2 separate regions of the Sus scrofa genome follow, and region 1 is linked to region 2. A link is a contact called in public Hi-C data. All regions are on one chromosome and are shown on one strand. Each heading gives the region's core, a stretch centred on a gene start, on an enhancer-like site or on the middle of the called end of the contact. The rest is flanking DNA. Distances are from core to core; before and after follow the strand shown. Region 1 overlaps GTPBP8 (GTP-binding protein 8). Region 2 overlaps SPICE1 (spindle and centriole-associated protein 1).

The links. Hi-C and Micro-C count contacts between places; a contact is called where the count stands out from the background.
Region 1: a Hi-C map of skeletal muscle shows a contact between it and region 2, with 2.9 times the contacts expected there. The contact joins two enhancer-like sites. A contact is called at or near these places in 7 of 47 Hi-C or Micro-C datasets (embryonic fibroblasts, epiblast stem cells, omental adipose tissue and 2 more).

Annotation. Positions count from the first base shown.
Region 1 is chr13:146,887,502-146,892,800 of Sscrofa11.1, forward strand. The region is part of intron 5 of GTPBP8 (GTP-binding protein 8); the gene reads right to left. Among named protein-coding and RNA genes, the nearest start is that of NEPRO, 12 kb to the right of the region's middle. Within about 2 kb of position 2,085, at least 15 of the 83 cell types and tissues checked have an H3K27ac peak or open chromatin away from gene starts, as enhancers often do. A contact at or near this core is called in skeletal muscle, where this site is marked.
Region 2 is chr13:146,430,712-146,435,649 of Sscrofa11.1, forward strand. It overlaps SPICE1 (spindle and centriole-associated protein 1), which reads left to right. Exons shown (of 18, transcript XM_021070358.1): 5 at 3,819-3,921; 6 at 4,750-4,856. Among named protein-coding and RNA genes, the nearest start is that of SPICE1, 22 kb to the left of the region's middle. Within about 2 kb of position 3,035, at least 14 of the 83 cell types and tissues checked have an H3K27ac peak or open chromatin away from gene starts, as enhancers often do. A contact at or near this core is called in skeletal muscle, where this site is marked.

The DNA of each region.
Region 1 (5,299 bases), core at 835-3,334, 460 kb after region 2:
GCTATCATGAGGGTGATAGCAAGGTGGGAGTTGGGGAAGGCTCCTGGCATCTAGTGGGTAGAAGCCAGAGATATTGCTAAATATCCTACAATGCACAGGACAGTCCCTTATGACAAAGAATTATCTATTCAAAATGCCAATAGTGCTGAGGTTCAGAAACCCCAGGGTAGAGTATGACAGTCCTAGAAAGAAGTGGCAGGAAATGGGGTTGGAAAGATAGACTGGTGTTAATTTGTGAAAGATCTTAAATGCCATGTAATATAATGGAGGTTTCTAGGAAGGTAAGAGTTTTATTTTTATTCATTTATTTGGTCTCCTATTTATGTATAGTATAGTTCAATAAAAAGCAATAATGCTTACAAGTGACAAAAGAACATTTTCTTTACAAAATTCTGTCAATAAACTTTGAGGTTATCTGAACAAAGATTTTCAATGAAAAGAGTTCTCCTTTTCTGATTACCACCTAAATTCCTCTGCCCCCTGCCACTCCTCCACCCCCACCCCCACCCAAGGTGCCCAGGGTTATCCACAGAGCCTTTTGGCTGAGCTAAGCCATCATGTATGAGGGCTAAGCTCTGGGTAAAGGTGGTCCCTCTGAGACCACAGCCAGGAACGGAACACTTGTTTAGCTTACAGCCAGGTATGGGTTCTCAGGAAAGACTGGCTCTGGCCCAGGACTAATAAATGATGTTTGTGAACAGAAGTCTGGGGATCACTTTTTCTAAACCATATTCATGTTGGAAAAAGTGAGTTCATGTTATCATTACTTAATTCAGTACTTTCCCCGACTCTTGCAGTATGAATTCCTGCCCCACTCCCAAAATTGGCTGTGATAGCCGCTTCATGATCAGGAGGTTGATAATAGGCTGGAAATCACTTAGGAAACACAAGACCTCCTATGCCTAGTTTCAACCTTCTGAACAAAGCTATCTGCCCAGAAATCAAAGTCTGTTTACAATTAAAATCTGCCTAGAATTAAAGTCTAGGGGATGGAGAAGGTTACAGGGAAGACCCTTCATTCAGATCAAAGGAGACCGATTACCAAAGACCCTATACTAGGTTTTCAAAACTTTGAGTTCACGGAACGTTTCCAAATATTAGAATTTTCAATGGCACACCTAAAGGAATTAAATGGGGTCTACTGTCATGGTCACACTACAGTGGCATTCATACACTGAAGTTAAAAAATACAACCTGTGTGACCCTAGGAAGGTCAAAATTTAAATGTCAGACAATTCTTCCCTCCTTCTGCTCAGCAAGTATATGCTGTAGATTAGGGCTGCCAAAAATACAGGACACATTTACTTTTGAATTTTAGATAATGAATTTTTTTTTAGTACAAGTTTGTACTATGCTAAATTCATTTATCTGAAATTCAAATTTAACAGAGCACGCTCTATTTTTATTTGCTAAATCTGGCCACAAGAGAGTAGGAGAAGGGAATCTTCCTTTATTCAGCCAGCATCTGTGCCCATGGGCTTCTCTGAGGTGAGCAACTTGCCTCTCTGGATGCGGCTATTATTAAAGATGCATACAACACAGCCCCTTGAGCCAGGCCAACTACATCAGCTAGTGTTCAAGTGAATAAATCATGATCTGCCTTAATGTTGGAGGGGGAAAGGATTGTCTGAAACAGACTCACTGAGAGATATCGGTCTCTGATGTGGTAACTTTCTTAAGTATTTTCTTCATTTGACAAAAATTGAGTATTTGAACTGTTCTAGGCACTTAGGACAGAATGAGGGATGAAATAGCTTCTTGTTAGAACAAGGAACTAAACATCCCTGTTCTCATGATGCCTATATGCTCCTGGAGGGAGATTTTCAATGCGAATTTTAATATCTTTTTATCCTGGAATCGACCTGAGTTAGATGTTACTCTACCTACTGGCTCTATCACACTTGAATACCTTGACACTATTTGAATACACCTGCTTTCTGCCTTGATCATGTTTTCTTATATATTCCTGATGCAAAATTCTTGCTATGCCAGTATCTCCCATAGTAGGTCGTATGAGACTAGACAGCAATAAACACTGGTGTAAAAGACAGAAAGCTTTTAGGAACATGAGTCTCCTGAGAACTTTCTGTGTCTTGGCAAGTGTGCATGTACACATGTGTATTTTTCTGAGGGTATCTGGGTACACAGATGATGTGTCTCTTGGAAATGTTGGGTGAAAAGAGGCTATCTCCTTTCTGAGTGACTCCTAATTTTTAAAAACATTTTCTTGACCAGTTTAGTTGCAAAAGCAAACACTTGAAAGATTCCAGTAACAACTTCTTGGGCAGAAAAGATGGTCCCTGCTTAGAGCTTGGTTCAGCAGCAGACATTGAAATGTGGCTTGGATCCAACCCTTGGCCTAGTATTAGGGTGTTATATTCCACTAGAGGCCCTGGTACCTTTTCAGAAATGCACCAAATCAGGCACAGACTTGCTGGCAGCCACAGCAGAGGGATTTTACTGATCCATGCCCAGCTCTCAGGAGGTAACTGGCAAGAGAGAAGAAAGCAAAACAAGAAACTAAATCCTTATACACCTTATAAATTTGCCTTGGAAATTCTGCCTCAAGGCTGTCAAAGAATAGGAATAATGATTTCATTTTCTCCAAGGCCAGTTCTTGGGCATTGAGCCTTTAATGCAGAAAAAAAAACCAAAAAACAAAAAACAAAAAACAAAAAAACCCACATCCAATTATCTGATTATCAACTTTTTCTCTAAGTCTTGACAATGCTAGGGTCAGGTGACTCTGTTCCTTGACAATAAACTAAGTTATGCCACTTCTGGCCAAAGGAGGTCTTCAGATCACATGACTTGCTTCCAAGTCAGGGGCAAAGCCTTGAAATCATGCGCATCTACTTTGCCTATAAGACGTTTCTTTGATATTTTAAATCTCCTCTGCCAGGAATAAGTCCATTTGTCTCCATTCTGTCTGAGGTTGTGAAGCTGAGATTCCACTGGCGAGTTGGTATGTAGATTAGGTTGTTCTGCTTGGCTTCTAACTGAAGCTAGAAGCCAGCAAAGAGTAATCTGGGTACAGCCTCTTGCTGCCCTCTGGTGGAGACGTGGGTATTGCACAAGCCATAACTGAGGACTGATTTTCTGAGCTGTTTCAGGTGTCCATACAAAGGTCCATGGGGAGTAATTCCACTTAAAGCTATTAAGTTATATGCTACTGTAAAGCTAAATGTTATAATAAAAATATGTATTGAATAGAGTTTGAAAGGTTGCTCTATAGGAGTCTGATTTCCCAGTAATGGGGGCTTTTATTCTATCCCTTTTTAATTTTTTTTGTTTTTTATTAAATTTTATTTTTTAAATTGTATTTGATTTACAATGTTCTTTCAATGTTTCATCAATGTTTCTATTGTATAACAAGTATCACGAGCATGCATACATGTACATTTTTTAATACTATCTTCCATCATGTTCTAAGCCAAGAGATTGGACATAAGTTGCCTGTGCTGTACAGTAGGACCCCATTGCTTACCCATTCCAAATGCAACAGTGTGCACTACTAACCTAAACTCCCCATTCATCCCACTCTCGCCCCACAACCCAGCAACCGCAAGTCTGCTTTACATGTCTGCAATCTGTTTCTGTTTAGTAGATAGGATCATTTTGTGCTATATTTTAGATTCCATATATTAAGTGCTATCATATGATTTGTCTTTCTCTTTCTGACTTACCTCATCTAGTATGAGAATCTCTAGTTGCATCCATATTGCTGCAAATTATTTTGTCCTTTTTATGGCTGAATAATATTCTATTGCATATATGTACCACATTTTAATCCATTCATCTCTTGAGGGACATTTAGGTTGTTGCCATGTCTTGGCTATCATGAATAGCGCTGCGATGAACATAGGGATATGTGTACCTTTTTGAATGAATGTTTTGTCTGGATCAATGCCCAGGAGTGGGATTGCTGAATAATACGGTAGTTCTATATTTAGTTTTCTGAGGTACCCCCCCATACTGTTTGCCATAGTGGTTGTACCAATTTACATTCCCATCAACACTGAACACCATACACAAAAATAAACTCAAAAATGGATTAAAGACCTAAACATAGGGCCAGATACTATGAAACTCCTAGAGGAAAACATAGGCAGAACACTCTTTGACATAAATCACAGAAACATCTGTTTGATCCACCTCTTAGAATAAGGTCGATAAAAACAAAAATAAACCAATGAGACCTAATTAAACTCAAAAGTTTTTGTAAAGCAAAGGAAACCATTAAAACAACAACAACAACAAAAAGACAACCCACACAATGAGAGAAAATCTTTGCAAACAATGGAACAGACAAAAACTTAATCTCCAAAATATACAAACAACTCACACAACTCAACAACAATAACAACAAAAAAACAAACAACCTAATCGAAAAATGGGCAGAAGACTCAAATAGACATTTCTTCAATGAAGGCATATGGTTAGCCAAGAGGCACATGAAAAAATGCTCAACATCACTAGTTATTAGAGAACAAGAATGAGGTGCTACCTCACACAGAATGGCCATCATTAACAAGTCAACAAATAACAAATTCTGGAGAGGGTGTGGAGAAAAGGGAACCCTCTATACCTCTTTTATTTCTGTTTGCTGGGAACTCATTTGTTACTGTCTTCTCAGCTCTTTTCTTCATCATTTCATGTATCTCTAGATAATTATAAGATTCTTGCAAGGGGTCATCTTCACACATTTCCAAAAAGTGAAAATCAGCATTTGACCCATGAAAATTATAATTCTTATACACTCTAGATCTTAAACTTGGATTTATATCTATACATTCAGATCAAAATTCAAACGAAAATTCAATTCAGGAATTCAAATGAAATATGTGAGTCTTATATCTTCTGAAAGTTCCTGAATGCAAATGAGAGGCTGTCCCCTTAAGACTTTTACATGTAAATTACATTTTGAAAGAAAATATGTTTTATTACAGCCCTAAAAATGGGAAAATATATTAAAAGTCTAGTCAGGCAGAAGATGCTTTTTAGAATCAAGGAAACATTTTGGACACTAGCATATGGGTTATTAACCCATTATGCATATGTATGACTGGCCTTTCAAATGTGGTCCAGCGACTTACAGAGCTGTTGTATTTCTTCAATTAAGAAATTTTTAATGCTATGCTAGTACTTGGTTCTTATTGAAAGGCCTTTTTATTCATTAGTTAATTCATTCAGTACTTATTCAACAGGTATTTACTGAGCACCCATGTGCCAGCAGGAGGGAGGACATACATCCCTTGCTTGAAGGTGCTTAGAGGACCCAGCACAGATGTCTCAGGAA
Region 2 (4,938 bases), core at 1,785-4,284:
ACTTTCAGAGGTGTATGGTAGTTGGTAGGAGGCTCTGTCTCTGAGTGCAGAGTGGCTGTTCCAGCTTTCTTCACTTGTATCCCTGGCAGCATGAAGTGGGAAGAGAATGCATGCCACTCCTTTTCCATACCACCCAGAAGCTCTGGCTTCTATCCCATTGTCCAGAAATTCATCACATGACGATTCTCACCTGCAGGGCTGATTGGGAAATTAGCTATATCCTTAGCTAACTTGGGAGTTCTGCTGTTAAAGGGAAAATGGAAAGAAAGGATGTTGATGGATAAGTAGCAGTGCCCGCCACCCACAGATTATTTCCTGCCTTGTCACTGTAAATAGTGTAATGAATATCTTTGAATGTGTTTTTGAGTACATGTGTAAATATATTTGTACGATAAATTCTTAAAAGTGGAATTTCTGAGTCATCTCAGAAATCAGGATACATACATCTATTATTTCACTGTTACTAAATTTGTAATGTCTCTGATAAGGTATGTGAGGGGACCAAAGGAAAAGGCCTCCTTGGCCATATCCACCTCAGCTTTATCATTATGTGTTAGAGCTGCCAGGACCCATCCCCAGGAGCTGGGCTTCTGGATTAATGTAAATTTAGAGAAAAGCTCTTTGACCAGCATAGTCTTAGGTTTTATTTGCTGTATGATGCACTCATACTATGGGGATCAAGCAAATAAAGAGTTCAGATTCAAATTAGACGGAGGCTTTGGTGCAGATTTTATAAATTCCAAAAGTATAGTAAATAACCTAATCTCTTTGTACTTTCCCAATTCTGTCTGGTTTTTATTACTAGAGAACAAGGCTACTTGCATGAGAAGTTTTCAGATGTTTTTGAAGGGGCTTGTGACTGGTCTTTTGAAAATCCAAGATATGTTCTACTATTCATGAGATAGGCCTTATGCTTTGCAAATCCGTCTGGGGAAGTAATATATACAGAGGAGCCTGCAGAGATTGATTTTACCTATCATGAGGATAAGTTTTATCACAGAGCAGTGATAAAGAAATCTAGAAAGAGCAAGGGAAAGTCAATGCACTGACCTCTGGCCCCTCAGACTATCTGCCCTAAAGACCCTGGGATTTGCAGAAGGATGCAGGGAGGTGGCTTACTGAAGACCTCATTATAAATAATATCAGATCTTTAAATTTTTCTTTTTTTCTTCTTCTTCTTCTTAGGGCTGCACACATGGAGGTTCCCAGGCTAGTGGTCGAATCGGAGCCACAGCTGCTGGCCTATGCAACAGCCACAGCAACGCGGTATCCGAGCTGGGTCTGCAACCTACACCAGAGCTCACAGCAATCCCAGATCCTTAACCCACTGAGCAAGGCCAGGGATCGAACCTGCAACCTCATGGTTCCTAGTCAGATTCATTTTTGCTGAGCCATAAGGGAAAATCCTAAAAAAAGTTTTTAAATCATAGTTGGTTTACAACGTTGTGTTGGTTTCAGTTTTATAGCAATGTGATTCATTTGTTTATAATGTATGCGTGTGTGTATGTTTGTGTGTGTATTCTTTCTCAGATTCTTTTCTATTATGGGTTGTTATAAGATACTGAATATAGTTCCCTGTGCTATACAGTAGGTCCTTGTTGTTTATCTGTTTTGTATATAATAGTTTGTATTTGTTAATCCCAAACTCCTAGTTTATCCCTCCCCCTGCCCCTCTTTTCTCTTTCGGTACCATAAATTTGTTTTCTACATCTGTGAGTCTATTTCTCTTTTGTAAATAAGCTCATTTGTATCTTTTTTTTTTTTTTTGGATTCCACATGTAAGTGATAGCATATGATATTTGTCTTTTTCTGACTTTCTTCATTTAATATGTTAATCTCTAGGTTCATCCATGTTGCTAGAAGACATTATTTCATTCTTTTTATGTCTGCATAATAATCCACTGTGTGTTTGTATATATACACCACATCTTCTTTATCCATTCATCTCTTGATGGACATTTAGGTCCATCTCTTGATGGATATTTCATGTCTTGGCTATTGTGAATAGTGCTGCTATGAACATAGAGGTGCATATATCTTTTTGAATTATAGTGTTCTCTGGATATATGCCCAGGAGTGGGATTGCTGGATCATATGGTAACTCTATTTTTAGTTTTTAAAGGAGCCTCCATATCGTTTTATATAGTATCTGCACCAATTTACATTCCCACCAACAGTGTAGGAGGGTCCCCTTTTGTCAGTACCCCCTCCAGCATTTATTATTTGTAGACTTTTTGATTATGGCCATTCTGAGTGGTGTGAGGTAACACCTCATTGTACTTTTTATTTGCATTTGTTTAATAATTAGTAATGTTGAGCATATTAGATCTTGATATGATAAAATCATTCCTCCACAATTGATTTCTGTCAGTTTATATATCTTTATCTTGATCGGAGGTCAATTCCTTTTTTTAAAATAGTAAACTCTTAAAACTGCCATTAGAAAGTATACCTTGTGTAATTTTTCTAGTGTAAGTGATAGATTATAATGCTTCATTTACTTTCTTAAGCTCTAATTGCATGTACTGCAAAATAGCTAACCAGAAATGGAAATTTTAGTTGCAACAACATTCTCAAATATATCTAGAGTTGAACACATATTTTCAGTGTGTCCACAGCCTTATAACAGCCTTGTGGGATTGGGAAGGTGTTTGTATCTTCATTTACCTATCAGGAAACTAAGTTTTTAAGTGGGGGTTTGCCTAGTATCTAATTACTGGGCTTAGGATGCCAGCCTTATAAGTCCAGATGTGCTTTTGCTTTATGCCATTACAAAGCTTACTCTTTTTGGAAGCAAAGAGTTCAGAACTTTATTCGCATTAACTGAGCCAGCCAATATGCTTGGCTTTTAGCAAGGGAAAAAGGGGAGAGTCAGACTGTAACTCTTGTTATTTTTCTTCATGTCCTGAAACAATAGCTGAGTCATATTATATGCTTGTTTCCATAGCCTAGAGAAATTCTGGAAAGAGCATTTGTTACCAGATATTTTGATTTGAGTCAGTGTTGGAAATTGGGCAGTTTCCAATGTTGAGGCTCCTTTCAACCTTAGGATGCCACCTGGTGGTGGTGGATGGAGTTGACTTGCTTTCACTCCAGCCCGTGTGTCCTTGCTTATAATTAGGAAAGTTCCTAAGTTGAAAGTACAAAATCAGAAGCACTGCTGTAATTATTATATTATATTTTGTAATTTTAGGGCGGAACCTGTGGAATATGGAAGTTCCCAGGCTAGGGGTTGAATCCAGGGTGTAGCTGCTGGCCTAGGCCACAGGCACAGCAACACAGGATTTGAGCTGCCTCTGCCACTTATACCTCAGCTCCCGGCAACACAGGATCCTTAACCCACTGAGCAAGGCCAGGGATCTAATGGGCACCCTCGTGGATGCTAGTTGGGTTTGTTACCGCTGAGCCATGGCAGGAACTCCCATGTAATGGTATTTTTTTGAGTTCTCATCTCTCCAGGATAAAAACTGAGGTTTTTTATAAATGTGGAAGCATCACTTTTTTGTTTAATGCCCCCAACTCATATATCACATCTTGTTTTTTAAGTTATGAGTCATGACTCATTAGTGGGTTATGAAATCACTTTAGAGGTAGAAACAGCAAAGATTCATGCATTTGAGATTGTGGCTTAAATTGAAGCCAAGCATTTGGAATCCACTAATTATTGTAATAGCTCCATCTACTGGTTCTTAGTGGTATTGCCACTGAAGGATTTTAAGTTATTTTTATGCTCCTGGCTTTGTATGACTTTTCCTCTGTGATTTGTTAAGTATATACATTTTTCTGAATAATAATATTTATTATTAACACATCTTTAGATTCTTTCTGATCAATACCAGATGCAGGATGTATTGGAAAAATCTGATCATTTGATGGCTACAGCAAAAGATTTGTTTGTTGATTTTCCTCGTAGGCGCACAGGTAAAGTATTCACATCAAACAAAATTTCTTTATCTTATTAACGGCCATAGCCCACACCTGGCTATTTGAAAGAATTTAAAATTGTTTTTTTAGCCATTGTATTATTTATATTACGTGTTTTCTGGAGTGAATAGTATATAAGGGTTGTTAGGCACAGATTTATTATAATTTATGTGCTTTTCACAAAGAATATTAATATTTTCACAAAGAATATTAACTATTAAAATTACTCAGTTAAGGAAAAGTAAATTGTTATTATTTTCTAAAATACTTTGTGAAATGTGTAAGATTTCCTAATTTAAAATATGAATTTTTCAGCTTATTAGTATTAAGTTATCATATAATTACAGTATCTGTTTTGTATGTAATTTGAGTAAAGCTTAATTTGAAACCTAAAGCAACTTCAGTCTCTCTCTGAAAGGAACTGTGCCTCCCGTGTATAACTATACAACATTTTCCACTTTGATGTGTATATTAATCCGTAAAAAACAGATGACGAGGCTTTAGTTTAAGGTCTGAATTCTGGCTTGGCCAGTCACTAGTATGATTCTGTGCCTGTTACTTCACATCTGTGAGATTCTGTTTACCCATATGTAAAATAATAATGGGAACAACTTCATGGAATTTTGCGAGGGTGAAACAATTGAATATATGTAAAAACATTTAGAAAAGTGCCTGGCATATAGCAAGGACTATATAAGTGTGAGTTGTCATTATTGTTATTTAAGATTTTCATATGATGATGCAAACTTATGGCAGTGTATAGTACATGTGAAATCAATGTAATTAAATGAAACAAAATCATCATGACTTATTTTCTTTCTGCAGGGTTTCCGAATATAACAATGGCTCCTGATTCCTCTCAAGGTCCAATTGTGGTAAATCAAGACCCGGTTGCCAAGGCCATTCTTAGTGAATCTGTTGTAGAGCCTCAGGTAATATGCTTGCACACAGCCATAATGTTCATGCTGAAATTAAGTTTAATGTAGACAGGCATTTTGATAAACATTTCAAAAG